2 separate regions of the Macaca mulatta genome follow, and region 2 is linked to region 1. Evidence: chromatin contacts called from public Hi-C data. All regions are on one chromosome and are shown on one strand. The core of a region is the stretch at or near the end of the contact, and the rest is flanking DNA. Distances in the headings are between cores, read along the strand shown.

Evidence for each region. Hi-C and Micro-C count contacts between places; a contact is called where the count stands out from the background.
Region 2: a Hi-C map of fetal cortex germinal zone shows a contact between it and region 1, with 2.8 times the contacts expected there. The contact joins the enhancer-like site here to the promoter of RBM39 in region 1. A contact is called at or near these places in 6 of 14 Hi-C or Micro-C datasets (blood, cortical neurons, fetal cortex germinal zone and 3 more).

The regions. Positions count from the first base shown.
Region 1 is chr10:88,557,259-88,562,425 of T2T-MMU8v2.0, forward strand. It overlaps RBM39 (RNA binding motif protein 39), which reads right to left and starts at 2,835. Exons shown (of 18, transcript XM_077951748.1): 1 at 2,498-2,835; 2 at 1,489-1,552.
Region 2 is chr10:88,713,072-88,718,238 of T2T-MMU8v2.0, forward strand. All of the region lies in intron 9 of PHF20 (PHD finger protein 20), which reads left to right. Among named protein-coding and RNA genes, the nearest start is that of SCAND1, 75 kb to the right of the region's middle. Within about 2 kb of position 2,065, at least 8 of the 40 cell types and tissues checked have an H3K27ac peak or open chromatin away from gene starts, as enhancers often do.

The DNA of each region.
Region 1 (5,167 bases), core at 1,585-4,084:
ATTTACAATGTTGAAGTGGTTAAATATAATTTCCATAAAACATGAAGTCCTGTTTTGAGTTTTATTCCATGTGCTATGGTCCCTTTGGTCAGTACCATGGCTCTATTTCTGCCTAAGCCCCAAGTGGCCATGCTAGCAGCCAGCCACTATCGATTTCCTGTGACCGATGCCATTCCTGAGATCTTCGCCCATTTCCGTTGGAGGGTTGGGACTGTAAGAGCTTGATGCCACCTCTGTCACACATCTCGCCCTGAAGCAAACAGGGATTCACACTGCTTTAGTAATGTTGACTCCCAAGAACCCAAGAAAGTCAATTAATAATCCACCAAGTCCAGCCTAAACATTTCCTACTTCCATACCTGTTTACATGGAATTACATCCATGTTAAAAAACTAAGACACAAGAATCTTAACATTAAAACAGAAAGTAGCTCTTCAAGAGTCTAAGCATTACAAAATTACATACACTATTTAAATCTATCAAGAATTCATCCAAATTGGTACCACATGGTCGTGCTATACAATCCAAAACAAATGTATTATTTTTAAAAGGTTTAGCAAAATGTTTATTTTAAAGTTTGATTACATCAGCTATAGGAGTAAAGTGCTAACTTACAAAGCTTACAGTTTGTGACACCAGTGATAATGCATGCATACTGCTATTTTCACCACCAACTGGTGAAACAATGAAAAGACAGTTTACTTTTACTGCGATACCGAAATGAGTCAGACTATATTAGCCAAAATAATTCCTTTGTTTTTAGTGTGAAATACTATATGGCAGGGCCTAATTAAAAATAAAACAATATGGAGAACAGTAAAACAGTTATCAAGTGACTCTAAGCTGTGATACTGCCTCTTGTATTTTTTTTTTTTTTAATTTCTATTCAGGGATCCAAGAATTTTAGTAATTATTAACTGAGTAGCAGATTGCCACTGGACTGTTTAAGATTTACTATCACCAGTCTTACATAGATATATAAATTTTAAAATCTCACCCATTTCTTCTTATAAGACTATTAGAAGATTTAACTTGCCACAGACTGGTTACGCTTTCTTATTCTTGGACCCCTGCTTTTTCCCAAACCACTACATTCACCTTTTTGCTATACCAAACTGGAGCTGGTAATTCTTAGTTGAGTCATTTTACCTAGGGGACCACGGTACAGCGATAAGTCACTCAATTACTACCTTATGATTGACAGTTCACACTGGAATCAAAGGTGAATTCATGGGAGTAGAGGTGAGATATCGTTAGGCAAGTCTACAAAGAGAGATAGATGGGCATTTATTCATCACGCTGAAGTGAAACTACTGCACAATATTATTACATCAATAGCATATATTTACTTTTGTAAGTTACACGTAATGCATCTCTGATAAGATAAATCAAGAGGGCTCCGGGGAGGTTAGTTTACATTTCAGCAGTAGTTTCGTGAATAATGCTAAATTAAGAAATTATAAACCTCACCGACATGTTTTTTCTCACCTTCTTGTAAGGAGCCTCAAGCATTGCTTCAATATCAATATCGTCTGCCATTTTCTCTAAACGCCTAGGAAAAGAACAAGACGATTCGGTGAGTAAACATTTTTATTTGTCTTTCTTTTTTTTGATACGGAGTTTCGCTCTAGTTGCCCAGGCTGAAGTGCAGTGGCGCGATCTCGGCTCACTGCAAGCTCCGCCTCCCGGGTTCAAGCGATCCTCCTACCTCACCTCCCGAATAGCTGGGATCACAGGCGCCTGCCACCACACCCGGCTAATTTTTGTATTTTTAATAGAGACGGGGTTTCACCATGTTGATGAGGTTGGTCTCGAACTCCTGACCTCAAGTGATCCGCCTGCCTCTACCTCCCAAAGTGCTGCGATTACAGGCGTGAGCCACCGCGGCCGGCCTGGTAAACGCTTTTCAAATCGACTGAATTTTCTCAGCCGACACACTGGAAAACTTAAGAAAAACCTCCAAAAGCCCTACAATGAATGACTAAACTGACACGCACTTTAACCAGGTTTGGCTTATGTAAGTAAATCCAAAACGCCTCTTACACCAAAGACACGAAAATGAAGACTTCAATGTCCAATATTTAACACCCTGCGATCAACTCCAAAAACAGAAACTGGGAGACCCGAACGAGAGCGCCTCTTTCCGCGCAAAAACCCGCGCTGCCATTTTAGGGGCAAAGGGAAACTCCCTCCATTGGGAGGGGTTATGAGCCAAGGCAGCGTTCAACTGGCGCCATGTTGGGAGGTCGCGGCCGGCCCAGGCCTCGAAGGAGACAGGTCACCAATCTACAGAGGCCTCTCAGAGGTCCCTGCCACCCCAAGAATCCAGACTCTACCCGACCGGAAAATAAGGGCGCGGTCACTGAAACAGGGCCGATTTCTCGAAAACCACCCCTCACCCCGGTCGCTAAAGACCGCCAAGAGCGCCCCTCAGCCCAAAAGGGAGCCAAACCTCGAGAAAGCTGGGATAATACGCGGGTCCGCAACGCCCCTGTACCTGCTCCGGCTTTCGGACGCCTGTGGTGCTCGTCTTCGGGAAGAGACTTCTGCTGCTGCTGCTGCTGCTGCTGCCGCCGCCGCCGCCGCCGCCGCTGCCGCTTCTGTTGCTACTGTTAAGCCCCTAGGCCCAGGCCGCGGAACCGCCCAGCCCGAATATCGGGCTCCGAGGACGGCTAGGCCCGAGCGAATCTAAAAAAAACAATGGAATTAGAGAAGCCCACGCGGGAGAGCAGGACGGCGGCTTCGGCAGCTCAGGATCCACCCCTGCGACAGTGACGGCAAGCTCCCCGAAATGGCGGCCGCAGCTTCCCTGTACTCACATTCACCAGCACACATACACACACACAAACACACGGGGCCTCACAGAGCCCTCAGCACGGGCTCTCGCGAGAAGCTGCCCCAAGCAGCAAATCGGAGAGGCCGAAGTATCGCGAGATCTAAGTATAGCTCCAGCGACTGTAGCCCAATCTCGCGCAATGATTGCGCCATAGACAGTCCCATCCCCCATTCAGAGAGGCGCCTTTCACTCCCACTTCGCGTAAGCACCTAAATCTCGCGAGACAGAGTGGGTCTCTAGGGTAAAGACAGTTGGTAGGCTACCTGTCAATCTTTCAGAGAACTCCTCGCTGAGTGGAGCTCCGCGGTCGCCTCCCCCTCGTGGCGCCTCTTCACGGCCATCTGAAGATTCCCCCAGCACAGCCGACCGCCCCCTCCGGCCTCCCGGATGGCTGTCAAGGTCGCCATAAGGCAACCTAGTCGTTATGGCGATAGGATAAAACGGCGATCTTCAGATTATCCGCTAAGGGTGGAGACGAAGTGGAAAAGTATCAGAAGGCCAGAAGAGACCTTTAGGGGTAGGGGAGAGGGGAAGATAATAAAAATAGATTTCTTAGTCATTTGGAGCCAATGGCGCGGTCTGCACTGTCGATCTTTGAAACAACCTTGGAAATAGTGGAGGAAAGCAAAGAAAAGGTGGAGAAGATAAACTCTGCTTCCCTTGGCATGGGACCAGCTTTGTGCCCCGAATTTAATCACCTCTTGTGTCAGGGTTGCTACCGTTCCTTCAAAAAAGTTCCCCTTCCTGAATATTACTGAAGAATTTGGGGGAAAAAAAACACACCCCACTAAAAAAAGTCCCCCTTCCCCCAGGGACCTGGCTCCTCTCCCCTGAAGTCTTCCAGATGCCTGGTAATTAGAGCATGAATTAGTCACTGTTCTTTGGTCAGTACTGTGAGAGGTTTTCTCCTAGATGGTGGAAAAAAATTGGAAAGAACTCTTCAAAGCAAAAAATCTTACCGTCTAATCTTAACAGTCTAATGATTAAGAGCAGAAAAGATTCGAAATGAGACGCCTTGATTAGTGTAGCTAGCTGCTTCAACACTGTGTGACCTTGAACAAGCAAATTAACCTCTCAGAGCAGATTTTTCATTTCCTGATTTAAAAGAGGACATACTTAGTAGCTAGTCTAAGCGGCTTGAGCCTGAGGAAGGCAGATAATGCTCACTACTGAATTTTTAGAGGTTAGCAGGGCATGTCTGCCCAAGTGGACCCTAAGTAAATTGATGAATGAAGGCTCAGTAGGGCTATAGTGAAGATTAAACGATATAACGTCTGTAAAACGCCTGGCAAATATTTAATCTTCAAAAGAGCTAACTTCTTGCTAAACAAAATTATTTAGAGAAAATATAGATGTTAAGTGGTTTTGACTCTCAGGTTAACTTTACAGACGGGTTAGGGTTTATCTTAGAGGATTATTAATAACAGTTATTTCATAGTTAGAATACTCTCTTAGTCCTTTTCCTGAAAATTCAGATCCTCTTTTTATTTTATTTTATTTCTGAGACGGAGTCTCACTCTGGAGGCCGGGCGGAGTGGCTTATGCCTCTAATCCCAGCACTTTGGGAGGCCGGCGGGAGTGGACTGCCTGAGGTCAGGAGTTCAAGACCAGCCTAACCAACATGGCGAAACCCTGTCTCTACTAAAAATTAAAAAACTAGCCAGGCATGGTGGCAGGCGCCTGCAATCCCAGCTACTTGGGAGGCTGGGGCAGGAGAATCGCTTGAACCCGGGAGGCGGAGATTGTAGTGAGCTGAGATCATGCCATTGCACTCTAGCCTGGGTGACAGATCAAGACTCCATCTCAAAAAAAGAAAAAATCATCACAGAAAATTTAAGCATAATATGTCAGAAAAAAAGCAAGCTAACCTCTGCTGTCTCTTCCTGCCCCCCGGTAATTCCAGTATTATGACTTCTTGTTGTGCAAAATGAAAGCATGAAAGTGACACTTGGTTTTTCTCGTTTGTTTAGGAACATGACATGACAGAATTTGACCTTAACCTCTAGACTTCTTGTTTGGAAAGAGAAAGGATTTAAGCTCTAAGTCACTTGATGATTTAAGATCCTTCAAATAGTTTTCTGCTCAAGGACCATCAGAGGCAATATGGCAACTTAGCAGATCATCAAAAAACACCGTTTGGAGAAATCAAGTTCCTGAAATGAGTATTTTTTATGTTTAAAAGGAAATATCCCCATGCATGGTGGCTCATGACCTCTAATCCCAGCACTTTGGGAGGCCAAGGCAGGAGGATTGCTTGAGTCCAGGAGTTTGAGACCAGCCTGGGCAATATAGCAAGACCCTGTCTCTAAAAAAAATTTAAAAATTAGCCAG
Region 2 (5,167 bases), core at 815-3,314, 160 kb after region 1:
TTGTCTCCCATAGTCCCATGGCCCACTACTGTTAGTATTTGGTCATGAGGGCCTCAGGACCATACACTGGCCTGCAGGGCCCAGCTTCTTCTGGCCACCTGTTGCCTCACCTTCCTGTTGATTCTGCTGCAGCCACATGGCCTCCTTGCTATCCTGCAGGTATAGCAGATACACTCCTACCTCTGGGCCTTGTTCAAGCACACTTTTATTGAATACTTTTTATTCCCTGCCAGAGCAAGTAGGTCCATGGGGAAACATATCAGTAATATGATGGGTAATATTTATTTATGTATTCATTCATTTATTTGTTTGAGAAGGGTTTTGCTCTGTCACCCAGGCTGGAGTGTAGTGGCATGATCATAGCTCACTGCAGCCTCGACCTCCTGGGCTTAAGCCATCTTTCCGCCTCAGCCTCCTGAGTAGCTAGGACTACAGACATGTGGCACCAAGCTTGGCTAATTTTTAAATTTTTTGTGGAGATGGGGTCTTGATATATTGCCCATGCTGGTCTTGAACTCTGGGCCCCCACCTGGGCCTCCCAAAGTGGTGGGATTGGAGGCATGAGTCACTATGCCCAGCCCTGTCTCCTTTCACAATTACATATAATTAGGCCGGGCACAGTGGCTCAAGTCTGTAATCCCAGCACTTTGGGAGGCCAAGGCAGGCAGATCACCTGAGGTCAGGAGTTAGAGACCAGCCTGGACAACATGGCGAAACCCTGTTTCTACTAAAAATACAAAAATTTAGCCGGGTGCGGTGGTGTGTGCCTGTAGTCCCAGCTACTCTGGAGGCTGAGAGAGGAGAATTGCTTGAGCGTGGGAGGCGGAGGTTGCAGTGAGCCAAGATCACGTTATTGCACTCCAGCCTGGGTGATAGAACGACACTCTGTCTCAAAAAAAAAGAAAAGAAAAAAATGAAAAGAATATAATTAGCTAGGCATTGTGGCACACAGCTGTAGTCCCAGCTACTTGGGAGGCTGATGTGGGGGGATCGCTCTAAGCCCAGGCATTCAGTGTTGCAGTAAGTTATGATCCTACCACTGCACTCCAGCCTTGACAACAGAGTGAGACCCTGTCCCTGGAAAAACAAAAACAAAAACAATTACGTATAATTTATTTCATTGTATGGATGTTCCATAATTTATTTACCTAGCCCCTGCTGAAATATATTTAAGTTCTTTCTAACTTTTCCCTATTAATTCTCCCTGTTTTACAGACAAAGAGCCTAATATTTGGCATGAAGGAGTGACTTAGCTAGATTGGCACACTTCCTAATGGTCGGTATTGTAGAGGTTGGTAAAATTAAATTAAATTTTTGTTTGAGACAGGATCTCACTCTGTCATCCAGGCTGGAATGCAGTGGCACTGTCACGGCTCACTGCAGTCTTGACTTCCAGAACTTCAGTGATCCTCCCACTGTTCAGCCTCCTGAATCATTCTGACCACAGGCACTTTCCATCACTCCTGGCTAATTTTTGTATTTTTTGTAGAGACAGGGTTTTGCCATTTTGCCCAGGCTGGTCTCGAACTCCTGAGCTCAAGCAATCCACTTGCCTCGGCTTCCCAAAGCGCTGAAATTACAGGTGTGAGCCAGTGTACCTTGGCCCAGAGTCTGTAACTGTTGTTTTCCTGCTGAGTGCCTAATTCCATCTGATAAGATGCTGGGTGCTATATAAATCAAGTGAAATGAACAGAGTCCCTGCCTTTAGGGGCATTGCACAGTATGTGATGCAAACTTCTGCTCTCGGGGCACTCATTAAAGCAGTGTGTACACTCAGAGTAAGAGACTTAGCAGGGTGGCTAGGTTTGGAGGGTAGTGTGTGGTACAAGTGATGTCAGTACTCCAGGACTGGATGGTGCCTTTTGAATTCTTTGAGTTGTGGAAAATGTCTTGATCTGGAAACTGAATGGTGTTTCTGGTGTTTCTTTTGGAACATAGGTTTAGTGGTGTGAGTACAGAATGATCCAGAAAGATTGCTGGGGGAACGGGAGGTTGTTGAGAACTCATTCACCAGGAATGTATTACGTAAGTAAGTAGGAAATAGGGCGGGACCATGACCATCTTCAGAAGCATCCAGCCAGGCCCCTGGAAGCTGGGATGCTGCGTTAGTCACTCGTTAGTGATTGCTGTCCTGAGCTGGTGCCACAGTCTTGCGTTTTTAAACTGAGATGGAGTCACAATCTGATAAATTGGTGTGAAGGAGGCTCGTGGGCAGCAGGAGGAGGAGGAGCTGGGAGGGCAACACATCTAGTCCAGAGCTAACTGTTCCAACCTAATTCTGGCATTTGGGGCAGCTCTGCCACCTTGTGGAATGAGTGCTCAGTGATTTTTGTGGGGGCTGAGTGCATACATCTGCATTCCAGGGGCTAGCCTTGAAATGTTCACCAGGACTATATGTGGGTGTGGTTCCTTTCCTTCCACTTAGGTATTTATGGCTTCAAAGTATTCTTCCTATGTAATAGATGCATATTTTTTCCTGAATATTTATTTTAGGAAGTTTTTATTTTGAAATAATTTAGATTTATACACCTATGTAGTGTGGGTTAAAAAAATGACAAAAAATAATTTCAGATTTATAAAAAAGTTGCAAAAATAGCAAAAAGATTTCCCTTATACCTTTCCCTATGTTGGAAAATATAGATTCCCCAATTGCTAGCAATTTACCATGTTAGCTTTATTATTCTCTCCCAGATTTTATTTTATTTTATTTTTTGAGATGGAGTCTTACTCAGTTGCCCAAGCTAGAGTACAGTGGCGAGATCTTGGCTCACTGCAACCTCCGCCTCCTGGGTTCAAGCAATTCTCCTGTCTCCGCCTCCCGAGTAGCTGGAATTACAGGCACACGCCACCATGCCTGGCTAATTTTTTTTGTATTTTTAGTAGAGATGGAGTTTCACCATGTTGGTCAAGCTGGTCTTGAACTCCTGACCTCAAGTGATCTACCCACCTTGGCCTCCCAAAGTGCTGGGATTACAGGCGTGAGCTACTGTGCCCAGCCCGCTCCCAGATTTTTTAATGTAGTTTTTTGAATTGTTTGAAAATAAATTGCCGACCTTTAGCTCTGAATATTTCAGTGTGTAGTTCCTGAAAACAAGGACGTTCTCTTTCGTTCACACAATATAATCAAAATCAAGACCTTTTAAAAACTTTGCCATTTGTTCTAATAATGTTCTTTGTGGCAAAAATGGGGTGAATTTTTTTTATTTCTGGTCAAGATCCAATCCAGGAACACATGTTGAATTCAGCTGTCATATTTCTTTTGTCTCCTTTAATCTGAAACAGACCTTCTGTCTTCTACTTTTTTTTTTACTGGAGTGAGAGACAGGGGAATAAGCTTTTTTTTTTTTTTTTTTTTTTTTTTAATGACCTTCACATTACATTTCTGAAGAATATGATGTCCCTCAATTTGGGTTTTTCTGATGTATCCTCATAATTTGATTTGGGTTATTCACTTTTCACAGAATTACCACATAAGTGATGTGTCCTTTTCAGGTGCATTCTATCAGGAAGCATATGAAAACCTCTTTGTTCCATTTACTGGTGACATTAACTTTTGTCACTTACCTAAGGTAGTATCTACCAGCTTTTTCTACTATAAGGCTGTTATTACCCCTATATAATGAATACATTTCTTGTGAGAGAAACTTTGAGACTATGTAAATATCTTATTTCTTCATCAAACTTTCACCCATTATTTTAGCATCTACTGGTATTGTTTTCCTGAAACCGTTTTTACTGTGATGGCTGTCAAATGGCGATATCCAACTTTCATCATTCCTTCAACAGGTATTAGTTTATATTCTGTCTTAGGGGGCTGTATCTCCCTTCTTTCCTTCCTTTCCTTATTTGTTTATCCGCATGGGCTCATGGATTCTTATGTCGTTCTATGGGTTGTACTCTGTTTCTATCATTATTTTAATGCCAAAAAAATTATAATCTTGAGATCATATCAGTAAATACTTTTTTTTTTTTTTTTTTTTTTTTTTTTGAGACAGAGTCTCACTCTGTTGTCCAGGCTGGAGTGCAGTGATGAGATCTCTGCTCACTGCAACTTCTGCCTCCTGGGTTCAAGAGATTCTCCTGCCTCAGCCTCCCGAGTAGCTGGGATTACGGGTGCCCGCTACCACACCCAGTTGTTTTTTTTTTTTTTTGTAGCGTTAGTAGACACTGATCCAGGCCGGTCTCAAACTGTTGACCTCAAGTGATCCACCCGCCTCACCCTCCCAAAGTGTTGGGATTACAGGTGTGAGCCACTGTGCCTGGTCTCAGCTAATCCTTTGATTGCTTTTTGATGCTTCAAGCTGAAAAAGTTATTCCTTCACAGACATGAACAATATTTTATTCATTATGTTATGTTAACTATATATCAAAAAGGTATCAAACTCCTGGGCCACGTGATGTCATTGCTGACAAGAATACCAACTGTGTTGGGCCTTGGTCCTGAGGGAACACATGACAATGAGGAATGACTCTTTTCCCCTGGCTGGAGAAGTGACAAATAACAGGATCCAGGAGCAGATGTTAAGTGCTGATGATGAGGTACAGCAGATAGTCATTTGTGGCAGGAGTTGATGGCGTGTGGTCCCTGAGAGCCAGGGCCATCTGGATGTCTTCCTGTTTGTGGAGTGAGCTGGGTCTGGATGGAAGTTAAAACTTGGCTGAGCCAGGGAGGAATGGCAGGAAGAGGGCACAGGCCAAACAGGGGTGTGAACTGCGAGAGCATGAAGCAGTTGTTGGAGTAGGAGCTGAGGCCTCCTTGTGGTTGAGTGGGAGGTACGTTTGGAAGCAAGATGCTGCTTGGGGTGACTTGGGCCTTGAGTGCCAGACTGAGCATTGCCTGCCAGACTGAATATCACCATCATCGTAATCTAATCATAGTCATCCAGTTGTGAGGTCATCTGATACTGGCAATGGGCATACAAAATATTAAATAGGATATTTATTTCTAAGCCAAGTTTCACAAAACAATTTATAAACTTTTTTTAGTATAAACATAGTGTATGCTTACTATAAAAGGAAAAGTATATAACTATTCAAGTATATATAGATCCCACTCTATATTATCTGTTGCTGTGTGACAGTAATACCACAAATATAGTAGCTGAAACAACACATTTGTTTTCTCACAGTTTCTGTGGGTGAGGAGTTCAAGCATAGCTTAGCCAGG